Linked DNA regions of Mus musculus: all the other regions are linked to region 1. A link is a contact called in public ChIA-PET and Hi-C data. All regions are on one chromosome and are shown on one strand. The core of a region is the stretch at or near the end of the contact, and the rest is flanking DNA. Distances in the headings are between cores, read along the strand shown. Region 1 has its middle 17 kb from the start of Dnajc27. Region 2 overlaps Pomc (pro-opiomelanocortin-alpha). Region 3 overlaps Efr3b (EFR3 homolog B).

What was found. A called contact is a pair of places that touch in the nucleus more often than the background predicts. ChIA-PET counts read pairs in DNA pulled down with a chosen protein or histone mark.
Region 2: an RNA polymerase II ChIA-PET map of memory CD8 T cells shows a contact between it and region 1, with 64 read pairs. The contact joins two enhancer-like sites. A contact is called at or near these places in 27 of 39 promoter capture datasets (the 3T3-L1 cell line, 3T3-L1-derived adipocytes, the C10 cell line and 17 more), 14 of 484 Hi-C or Micro-C datasets (8-cell embryo, the AML12 cell line, the CH12 cell line and 11 more), 17 of 115 datasets of contacts at active chromatin or transcription factors (T-cell acute lymphoblastic leukemia, bone marrow-derived macrophages, cardiomyocytes and 11 more) and 4 of 9 other capture datasets (adipose tissue, liver, macrophages and 1 more).
Region 3: a Hi-C map of cerebral cortex shows a contact between it and region 1, with 4 times the contacts expected there. The contact joins two enhancer-like sites. A contact is called at or near these places in 1 of 39 promoter capture datasets (embryonic stem cells), 5 of 15 datasets of contacts at CTCF or cohesin (CD8 T cells, the NIH/3T3 cell line, embryonic stem cells and 1 more), 228 of 484 Hi-C or Micro-C datasets (the 3T3-L1 cell line, 3T3-L1-derived adipocytes, the 63-12 cell line and 127 more), 36 of 115 datasets of contacts at active chromatin or transcription factors (the NIH/3T3 cell line, the SCID.adh cell line, T-cell acute lymphoblastic leukemia and 25 more) and 4 of 9 other capture datasets (adipose tissue, embryonic stem cells, liver and 1 more).

The regions. Positions count from the first base shown.
Region 1 is chr12:4,064,033-4,067,157 of GRCm38.p6, reverse strand. No RefSeq gene overlaps it. Among named protein-coding and RNA genes, the nearest start is that of Dnajc27, 17 kb to the left of the region's middle. Within about 2 kb of position 1,502, at least 39 of the 459 cell types and tissues checked have an H3K27ac peak or open chromatin away from gene starts, as enhancers often do. A contact at or near this core is called in 8-cell embryo, CD8 T cells, cerebral cortex and 7 more, where this site is marked.
Region 2 is chr12:3,958,575-3,961,699 of GRCm38.p6, reverse strand. It overlaps Pomc (pro-opiomelanocortin-alpha), which reads right to left. Exons shown (of 3, transcript NM_001278584.1): 3 at 1,057-1,807. The coding sequence ends at 1,232. Among named protein-coding and RNA genes, the nearest start is that of Pomc, 5.2 kb to the right of the region's middle. Within about 2 kb of position 1,704, at least 317 of the 459 cell types and tissues checked have an H3K27ac peak or open chromatin away from gene starts, as enhancers often do. A contact at or near this core is called in 8-cell embryo and memory CD8 T cells, where this site is marked.
Region 3 is chr12:3,979,851-3,982,975 of GRCm38.p6, reverse strand. Efr3b (EFR3 homolog B) reads left to right here. Exons shown (of 23, transcript NM_001082483.1): 8 at 43-121; 9 at 871-1,006; 10 at 1,161-1,322; 11 at 2,414-2,525; 12 at 2,783-2,834. Among named protein-coding and RNA genes, the nearest start is that of Pomc, 26 kb to the right of the region's middle. Within about 2 kb of position 1,470, at least 259 of the 459 cell types and tissues checked have an H3K27ac peak or open chromatin away from gene starts, as enhancers often do. A contact at or near this core is called in 8-cell embryo, CD8 T cells, cerebral cortex and 7 more, where this site is marked.

The DNA of each region.
Region 1 (3,125 bases), core at 253-2,752:
CAACAACCTTTATAGTCATGGTGAACACTTCCTTTCAAAGGAATATCAAATGGACTGCTGGGCTGATGTAGAGCAGAGGCTTGGTAAAGACGGTCTGTAGAGAGGCAAAGCACGCACACTCTGGTTCCCTCACTCTCCTCATCTTCCTCACCAGGCTTCATTCTCCTCCTCTGCTCCTCTCCCTCCCTCCCACTCTTTCTTCCCTTTGCTGCCTGAGCCTCCACAGTTTGAGTCACAGGCTGCCTCCAGTCTTGAAGGCGTGATCATTAGTCAGGGATGTGGGCTCAGCCTTCCTCTGGCTGTCTGGAGACATCTGGGGAGCTCACAGGGAAAGAACTCAAGCAGCTGGCATAACCTGTGTGCTTCGGAGTTGCGGAGCCTGAGGGCGGTGACAGCAGCAGTGACCAAGCCAGAATCAGCACTGGTTGCTGATGCAGAGGCTGATGCAGAGGCTGATGTAGATGCTGCTGCTGCTGCTGCTGGCCATACAGGGAGGGAGGAGCAGCAGCCATCCAGAGACCCAGAATGTGCCTGTAGTAAGCAAGGGGTTGAGTGGAACAGCTGCTAGGCTAATGACATCCTCAGGGACCAGGGACAGGCAGGAGATAAAGGGCAAGTTCAGCGCCTGCAGCACCCATACCAGCCTTCATTCCCCTCCTCTCTGTCGTCTCAGTTCTCTGAGTCCCCGCCACCCCTGGTTAAGCTCTCTGGCTCTACTTAACACTGGAAGTGAGGTCCTGCCCTGGCATCCCCTTTGCTCACATTGTATCAAAGTGGGGCTCAGAGGAGGCGGTCAGGATTGCTCTGAATCCTGCCTTGTGGCACAAAGGCGATAAGGAGGCTCTCCTTTCTCCTGGGCTTCACATTCATCATTTGTCATTCCAGGTCGCCTTGGGGCAGGTTTTTGAAACTTAGGTCGGTCCCCTTCAGCATCTTCTTCAACTAACAGTCGACGCCGGAACTGGGAGTAAAGGGAACATAGGCCTGGGTTTGGGGCTTAGTTGATAAAGTGTTTATCTAGTACACAAGAAGCCCTGGGTTGGACCCTGCCTGAGCTGGGCGTGGTGCCTGCAGTTCCAGCACTGAGGAAGTAGAGGGTACAAAGCCATGCTTAGTTGTATGGCAGGTTTGAGGCTAGGCAGGGTTGAGGCTAGTCCGTGTGGGCTATGAGAATCCTTATCTTTTTGTTATTGTTGGTGGGTTTTGGTATTTGTTGTTGTTGTTGTTTGTTTGTTTGTTTTTTGTTTTCTTTTGTTTTCTTTGGTTTGGTTTCTTGAGACAGGGTTGTTCTATGTAGCCTTGGCTGCCCTAGAACTTGAGCTGTAGACCAGGCTCTCCTTGATCTCACAGAGACAGATCTGTCTGCCTCTGCCTTCAGAGTGCTGGGATTAAAGGTGTGAACCACTATCCCCAATGAGATACTATCTTTAAAAAAAAAAGTGTGGTGGTTGTTATGGTGATGGTTGTCATGGTCCTTGTGGTGGTGGTGTCTGCAAGACCTGGAAGGGTGTGGCTTCCTACTGTTGCAGGGTAGAGCTATGACTCCAGGCTACAGGGTGGACTCCAGAAAGAGTCTGAGGAAATAAATTCTCCTTATTTCCTTCCATATGTCTGCATCATTCGGAGGCAGAGTTTCGCCTCTTCCCTAGGGATGAAAACCTGTGGCAATTGTTTGAAAAATGGAGGTCCAAGCTTTGAGGACCTAGAGGAGGAAGGTGGGTGTGACCATCTCCTCACCCCAACACAGAGACCTAAAAGCTCTTACAACCTTCATCTTTGTATCTCTGAAGCAGACATTTGAGGAGACTAGCGGTTTGTCACGGTGTTCCTCACCTTTCTGTGCCTGGACGCCATCTTTTTGCACTGGTTTCCTTGTCAGGTTTACTTCTGCCCAGGGAATTCTGTGCTCCACACACTCCATTTGAGGCAACAACCACATCCCCAGACCTTGAGAGCATGTGCCTTCTTTGTCCTTCCATACTTCCCAACTTTGGTTCTCATGGGACGGTTTCTCTCAACGAATAGTTAGGAGAAAAGCATCTAATTAAACTAATTCAAATTACAGTCATGAAACCCACTCTCTTTAAAGAGCTTGGCTATTTCCCCTCCTAAAAAATTTCCCATGTAGGATGCTCAGCTGGGCTAGCAGGACAGAATCATGTTCTCCCCACTTTCCTCTCTGACAGGGTCTTCATTTAGTCAGATTTACTCTGAAATGTACTTGTAGCTCATAGTCCAGGCTTTTCCTTAACTATTAAAATATCTTCCTACCTCTGCCTCCAAAGTGCTGGGTGATGCTAAAGGCATGCATCATCACAGCCCACCAAAAATATTTAATGGACCGCTGGAACAGAAACAGGTGACAATCCTGGCTCTTCGCCATTCCCAGCATGCCGCCTAAGGCTGTTTTGCTCATCTGGAAGAGACACAGGAGTCATGAAGATGAGCATGGGGCCCCGAATATACTCTCTCCTCTGTCTGAGGCATGCAAGGGACAGCTCAGATAAATGTACTGTCTTCCTGGCTGGCACCAGAGTTCTCGGTAGAGGTGGGGCGTGCTGGAGATGAACTTGGGGTTCTAGAGATGATGTTGGTGCAAGCCTCTGCATGGTTCTCAAGGAGCAAGAAAGAAGCCAGGTAAAGATGTGACGATAGACATTCTTAGCCCTAGAACTAGGGAGGCTGGAGCAGGGAGATCTCTAGATGGAGACCAGCCTGAGATATAAGGCAAAACTATCTCAAAAGCTTAAAATTTTTTATTACATGTATGTATGTATGTATGTATGTATGTATGTATGTATGTACCTATGTATGTGGATACATGTGAGTGCACAAGCAGGCTATAGTGGGATGTAGACAACTTGGAAGAGCCAGTTCAGTTTTTTCCTTCCACAATGTGGGCCCCAGATATTGAACTCAAATTATCAGGCTTAGCAGCAAGTACCTCTAGATATTGAGCCGTTTTCCTGCACCACACCCCCCCCCACATACACACACTACACACACACACACACACACACACACACACACACACACACACACATATATATATACACATACACACACATACACATATATACATACATATATTGTATTAGTCTGGGTTCTCTAGAGTCACAGAACTT
Region 2 (3,125 bases), core at 455-2,954, 110 kb after region 1:
GTAGAATTACATATATCCTTTTTTTATACATGTTCATGCTCTATATATTTTGCCCCAAAAGCTTGCAACTAATGAGAAATTGGGCCATGGGACTGACAAGCTCTTTTAAAAATATATGCATTAATGTATATTGTATATAATGTAATGTCTGCATGGGCAGGAAAGCTACTGGAAGCAGGTTGGTTAGTGGACATCTGCAGGGAGAACTGAGAATGAAATTGAACATCACGGGGAAGGGGCTGGGAAGACACAGCAAGATAGGAAACCAATGCCCTCAAGGCTTGAGCCGAGGGACAGTGCATCTATCTCCTTGGGGTATAAAGAAGAGGGTGAGACCGTGTGTCTTAAGAGTTTATGTGAGGGCTGGTGAGATGGCTCAGCAGGTAAGAGCACCCGACTGCTCTTCTGAAGGTCCGGAGTTCAAATCCCAGCAACCACATGGTGGCTCACAACCATCCGTAACAAGATCTGACTCCCTCTTCTGGAGTGTCTGAAGACAGCTACAGTGTACTTACATATAATAAATAATAAATCTTTAAAAAATAAAGGGAAAGGAGAAATGCACTTTAAAAAAAAAAAAAAAAAGTTTATGTGAATAACCAAATCAGACCGGCTACCACCTCTCAATTCTCACATTTTCCTGAAAAAATGATGGAATCTCTATTTTCCTTTTATCCTCCCCAGAGCCCTTATACCAAGAATATAAAGAGACAGATAACTAATCCCTGGGAGGGTTCAGGAACCTGCCTGGGGTCACAGATAAGGACTCAACATTGCAGAGTGTCCCTGTGTCCCTGTAACTTCCTGAGTGACATCCCAGAGACATTCCCAGTGGGGAATAGGTCTTGGTAGCGCCACCTGGCTTCAGGTCCCTAAGGTCAGTCACTCTTGTAGGACTTGGCTTTGGGCCAGGCTCAAATTAAGCAGCCATTCTAGAAGAGTTGGACAGAGAACCACCCTGGGCCACCCAAACTATCTAGTCCCCCACCAAGAGTGTTTGCTGGGGCAAGGAGGTTGAGAAATGTTTTCTTTACATTCTAGCATCTGGTCACGTGATAGTGTAACTGGACAGTTGTGTTTTGACTTTATTTACGCAGTTTTTATTGAAGATCAGAGCCGACTGTGAAATCTGAAAGGTTTTATTTCCTAACACAGGTAACTCTAAGAGGCTAGAGGTCATCAGCTCGCCCATGCAGGGAGGGGGCCTTGGAATGAGAAGACCCCTGCACCCTCACTGGCCCTTCTTGTGCGCGTTCTTGATGATGGCGTTCTTGAAGAGCGTCACCAGGGGCGTCTGGCTCTTCTCGGAGGTCATGAAGCCACCGTAACGCTTGTCCTTGGGCGGGTTGCTCCAGCGGAAGTGCTCCACCCGGTAGGGCCCGTCGTCCTTCTCCGCGTCGGACTCCAGGACCTGCTCCAAGCCTAATGGCCGCTCGCCTTCCAGCTCCCTCTTGAACTCTAGGGGAAAGGCCTCCGCCGACTCGTTCTCAGCAACGTTGGGGTACACCTTCACCGGGCGCCGTTTCTTGCCCACCGGCTTGCCCCAGCGGAAGTGCTCCATGGAGTAGGAGCGCTTGCCCTCGCGTGGACTCGGCTCTGGACTGCCATCTCCCCACACCGCCTCTTCCTCCGCACGCCTCTGCGCCGCGCTGCCAGCACTGCTGCTGTTCCTGGGGCCGAAGCGGTCCCAGCGGAAGTGACCCATGACGTACTTCCGGGGGTTTTCAGTCAGGGGCTGTTCATCTCCGTTGCCAGGAAACACGGGCGTCTCCAGCGAGAGGTCGAGTTTGCAAGCCCGGATGCAAGCCTGTAGGGAGGCCAGGCGAGTGAGCCAAGCCTGGCTCTGCGGCCACCGTTTCTGCACCCTAATTCGGGTTCCAGTTTGGGCCTCAAGACCATCACACCTAGCAGTGTGGACTCCCGAGGTCCCACCAACATCCTGCACCAAGCAGCTATTGCCCATGCATGATTCTGCCTAGATGGCAGTAAGCAGCCCAATCGACCCCTTGCTTATTTGTCTTTCTTAGCTCTTACTAGCAAGGTCTTGCACCAAAAGGGGTGTTGTCAATGGAGTCAAAGTATGGTACTATTTAAGTCCAGGACAGGCATGGGCCTGGAATTTGGGAAAGAATATTCCTGCTAATAGGTTTCTGGCTTCTGGGGGTCTGGACTTTAACAATGATCCAATCTTGCACCAGTAATCTACAAAGTTTTGTGCCTACTCCAGCCATGTATCCCTAGGTCTCTTGTCTCAAAACTTTCTTGCACCCACTAGGTCTTTTACTGTGTGCACTGATCTTGTATCATCTCAATCAGAATTTTGAGACAAACTGGTTAGTTTCCCTGCCACCTTATCCTAACTGGAAGAGAGGGTAAAAGGCACAGGATAAATCCTCCGCGAGGGGTCTGCTGGTGCAGCTACACCTAGAAGACTCACAACTGCATTCCTGGTTATTTTCACATAAGCTGCATCGTTAAGAAAGAAGGATCTGGTTAAGATCCCCCAGCTCATTGTGAGGTGTCAGAGAAACAGAGCCCATGACCTCTGACCTTCTTTACCCGCCACCCCCACCCCTTTCCTGGTGAGATCTCAGGAGAGGCTATGGAAGTCAGAAGCCTTGGGTTTTTCTGAACTGGATCTCCCAGGATTCCTTGGGCCTTCTAAGACTAAAACACACTGTATATGACCCTTGCTCTTGAGGAGGTCTCTTTCACCCTCAACTGTCCATTGATAAAACAAACAGGATGCTGTGGCAGACACTAGCGGGTACCCAACATTTGTGTGCACACATGTGCATGCACATGGTGACCTGAAAGGGGCCCCAACCTGTCCCAGAGAGCTTTTACATGCTTCCGCAGGTAAGACTGGGAAGGACCTTGGCTGAAGCCCTGTCTTCTAGAAGCAGCATGGGATATTTGGCACCAGTTTGGGGGAAGAAGAGGGGGGATGTTTTGGTCTTTTCTTCTCCCTCTGGCCCTCTGGAGATGGAGTGTGGAAATACCTGACTAGTAACTGGCTTTGTAACTGAGAGAACATAAAGAGGGAAGAAATATGAAATGAGTTTGTAGGTTCTCACTGTTTAAAGGGAGGTTGATTTGGGAGCCAAAGGGCTGAGTTATAGGAT
Region 3 (3,125 bases), core at 221-2,720, 84 kb after region 1:
GTTTCCTAGTCACCCTCCTTCCCCCATGTTTTCTCCTCACAGCCACCTGGATAACCACTCTCTTTGGGAACCCAAAGTGTTTGCCACCCGTTGCTTTAAAATCATCATGTACTCAATTCAGGTATGGTTTGTCCCTGTTCAAGCTTGGGCACAAGGGCACTTCCTGGTGCTGGACAATGCACAAAGCAGAAAGCCAGGTGTCCTCTGACTCCCCCCCCCCCCCCCAGAGACCCCCAGCTGCCACAGATCATGCTGTATCATCCGGCTGGGAAGGAATTGCAAGGAGTTCTCTGTTTAATGTTTCCTATATCCTAGGCCAACATTTATTTTATTTTTATGAAATACAATGGAAAATAATTCCTAGAGAAAATTAAATCTCAAAGAAGACAAGCCACCTGCATTCCCTGAGCGCCCCCGTTACTGCGGGTGTACTTTCCTTCTGGCCCACATCTTAGCAGCAGTGTTATCAGACAGATCTTGAATTGGCACTGGGCTGGCTCCCAGCCACACTTTGAGCTGCACTGAGATGAACCACGTGGCCTCTCATGGGCCTTGCCAGTAAAACCTGGGGACAGGGAGAAATGAAAGACAATATTTTGAAATAGATTGCTGGCCGCCTTTGAAGTAAAGGAATTCAGGGAAAATGTGCAAACACAGATTCCCTGGGATTTGGCTCCGTTTTTGTGGGGGTTGGGGTGGGGTGCTGCAAGAAAGAGAGCGAGGTCTGGGTGCCACCTGCAGTGCCCACTGGCTGTGGGATGTCATTTTGGTTCACCCTGAGCCTCTGGGTTCCAGCAGAGGGCTACCGGGCCGGGGGGCAGGGGGGGGGGTGTTGTTGTTTGGGGACCAGCACGTCTTCCTCCTCCACAGCCGCAGCACTCCCACCTGGTTATCCAGCAGCTCCTGAGCCACCTGGACGCCAACAGCCGCAGCGCGGCGACTGTGCGCGCCGGCATCGTGGAAGTCCTATCGGAAGCTGCAATTATCGCTGCCACGGGCTCTGTCGGTAAGGGGGTCCGGAGCAAAAGGCAAGGGGCGTGGGGTGGGGGGGTGTGTGCAGGCGTTAGATTTAGAGCCGATTGGCTGCGCGGGCCTGGGCTTACGGGAGAGCAGGAGGGATTCCTGTCATGATTTGTGGGTCCCTCCCCCTTGGCGCCCAGGGCCCACGGTACTGGAGATGTTCAACACCCTGCTGCGGCAGCTGCGGCTCAGCATCGACTACGCGCTAACTGGGAGCTACGACGGCGCTGTGAGCCTGGGCTCCAAGATCATCAAGGAGCATGAGGAGTGCATGTTCCAGGAGGCCGTCATCAAAACTATCGGTGGGGAAATGGGTGGGTCTGGGAGGGGCCATTGAGGCTTGAGGGATCGACTCCAGGGGAGGAGTTGTCAACGATCTGGAGGCGGGGCTAAGGAGGCAGAGCCTGTGAAACGGGGCCTAGGACGTGGTAGTGGAGATAGATCTGGGCGAGGCTTGGAAAGGGGCGGAGTCTGGGGAAGGAACTTAGTAAAGGGAAGGACCCAGTGAGGCTTGGAGAAGGGAGGGACCTGATAAGATTTGAAGAGGAATGAGGCTGTGGGGAGAGGTTGCCAGAGACCTAGTTCTCTGGCCTGAGACAGGCAGGGCCTAAGGGTTAAGACTAGGGCTGTACTGAAAGGAGAGACCCTGGCAAAGCTTGGAGAGGGGAAGAGCTCTAGAGGAGGAGTTAGCTGGGGCCTAGGAAAAGGAGTTAGAAGAGCAAGGAATCTTGGGAGGATGAGGTGGAACCAGGACTAGAGAGAGATGATCCTTGTGGGAGAACCAGGCCTCCGCCATAGCATCTGCTGTATGATTACCTAGCACTGTGTTATTTAGGGACACTGGGGGAAATGGCAGCCAGCTAATGACACATAATGATCTGGGCAAAGACACCAGATCAGTCTGGGTTTCTCAGCCTGGCTCTCCTGCAAAGGCAGACTTCCTGTGTCTCCATCCTCATTAGGCATGCCTAGTGCTTCCAGGTGGGCCCGCAGTAGGGGAGGTGGGACTAAGGCATAAAAAAAAAAAAAAAAAAAAAAAGACAGGAAGGAAGCAACGGAGACTGTTTGTGCCCTGGATGTGGAGAAACATGGAACAGGGTCTCCTCCCTCTCAGAGGTCCTTGTGCCTATGCCATGGTCTCATCAGCCGTGAAACCACTGAGCTGCCCTATCCCCCAGGAAGAAGCCCAGATGACAGTAACAAGGGAAGAGCTGGCATCTGGAAGGGCCCTCTGGAGTCCCTCTTGCTCCCTCCTCGGGAGACAGGGTCAAAGCAGCCTGCCTAGGCAGATCTCTCTGGGCTGCCCCAGCCCTGGGCACTAGGGAGCCTCACTCTCTCCATTCAGCTGCTGCTGAGCCCAGGGGACCTCTCACGCTCCCTCCTCTCCTCACAGGCTCCTTTGCCAGCACACTGCCGACCTACCAGCGCTCAGAGGTGATCCTCTTCATCATGAGCAAAGTCCCGCTGCCTTCTGTGCATCACCCCGTAGAGACCGGACGGACGGGGTCAGTCCACTGCTTCTTCCCAGCCCACCCTCTCTGGCTCCTGGTTTTCACCCTGACTTCTGTGGCTCTGCTTTCTTCTCTTGGCTCAAAAACAGAGGGGTCATAGGTCCCGTGGCAATTTTTCAGCCTCCCCCCCCCCCCCCAGTTAGGGAAATCATGGGTCCACCAACAAGCCTCCTGGTGAGAACACTCAGGAGTGGGGGGTGCAGCCGAGCACTCTATTGCCATCCTGCTGAGACCATGTCTCTGGCCTACAGGGAGAATAGGAACCGGCTGACCCAGATCATGTTGCTGAAGTCCCTCCTTCAGGTAAGCCCCCCTATCCTGTCCCTGCTCTGCCTCTGTGGTCACAACTTCTTTCAGGTAACCAAGGTAGTTGTGTTCCATGCTGCACAGATATGTCCAGCTATTAAAGGGGTAAGTGAAAGGCTGAAACCCAACCTGAGCCCCATTCAGTTGTTCAGAGCAAGGTGGGAACGTAATGCTTCCCTTTGTTAATAATGGTGGCTTTGTGTGCCCACTGGTAGCCTTGTCACTAAGACCATGTGGGTCTTGCGGTCATTTGTCCCCGTCTGCCTACCTGGTGCCCTTCCCCAGGCC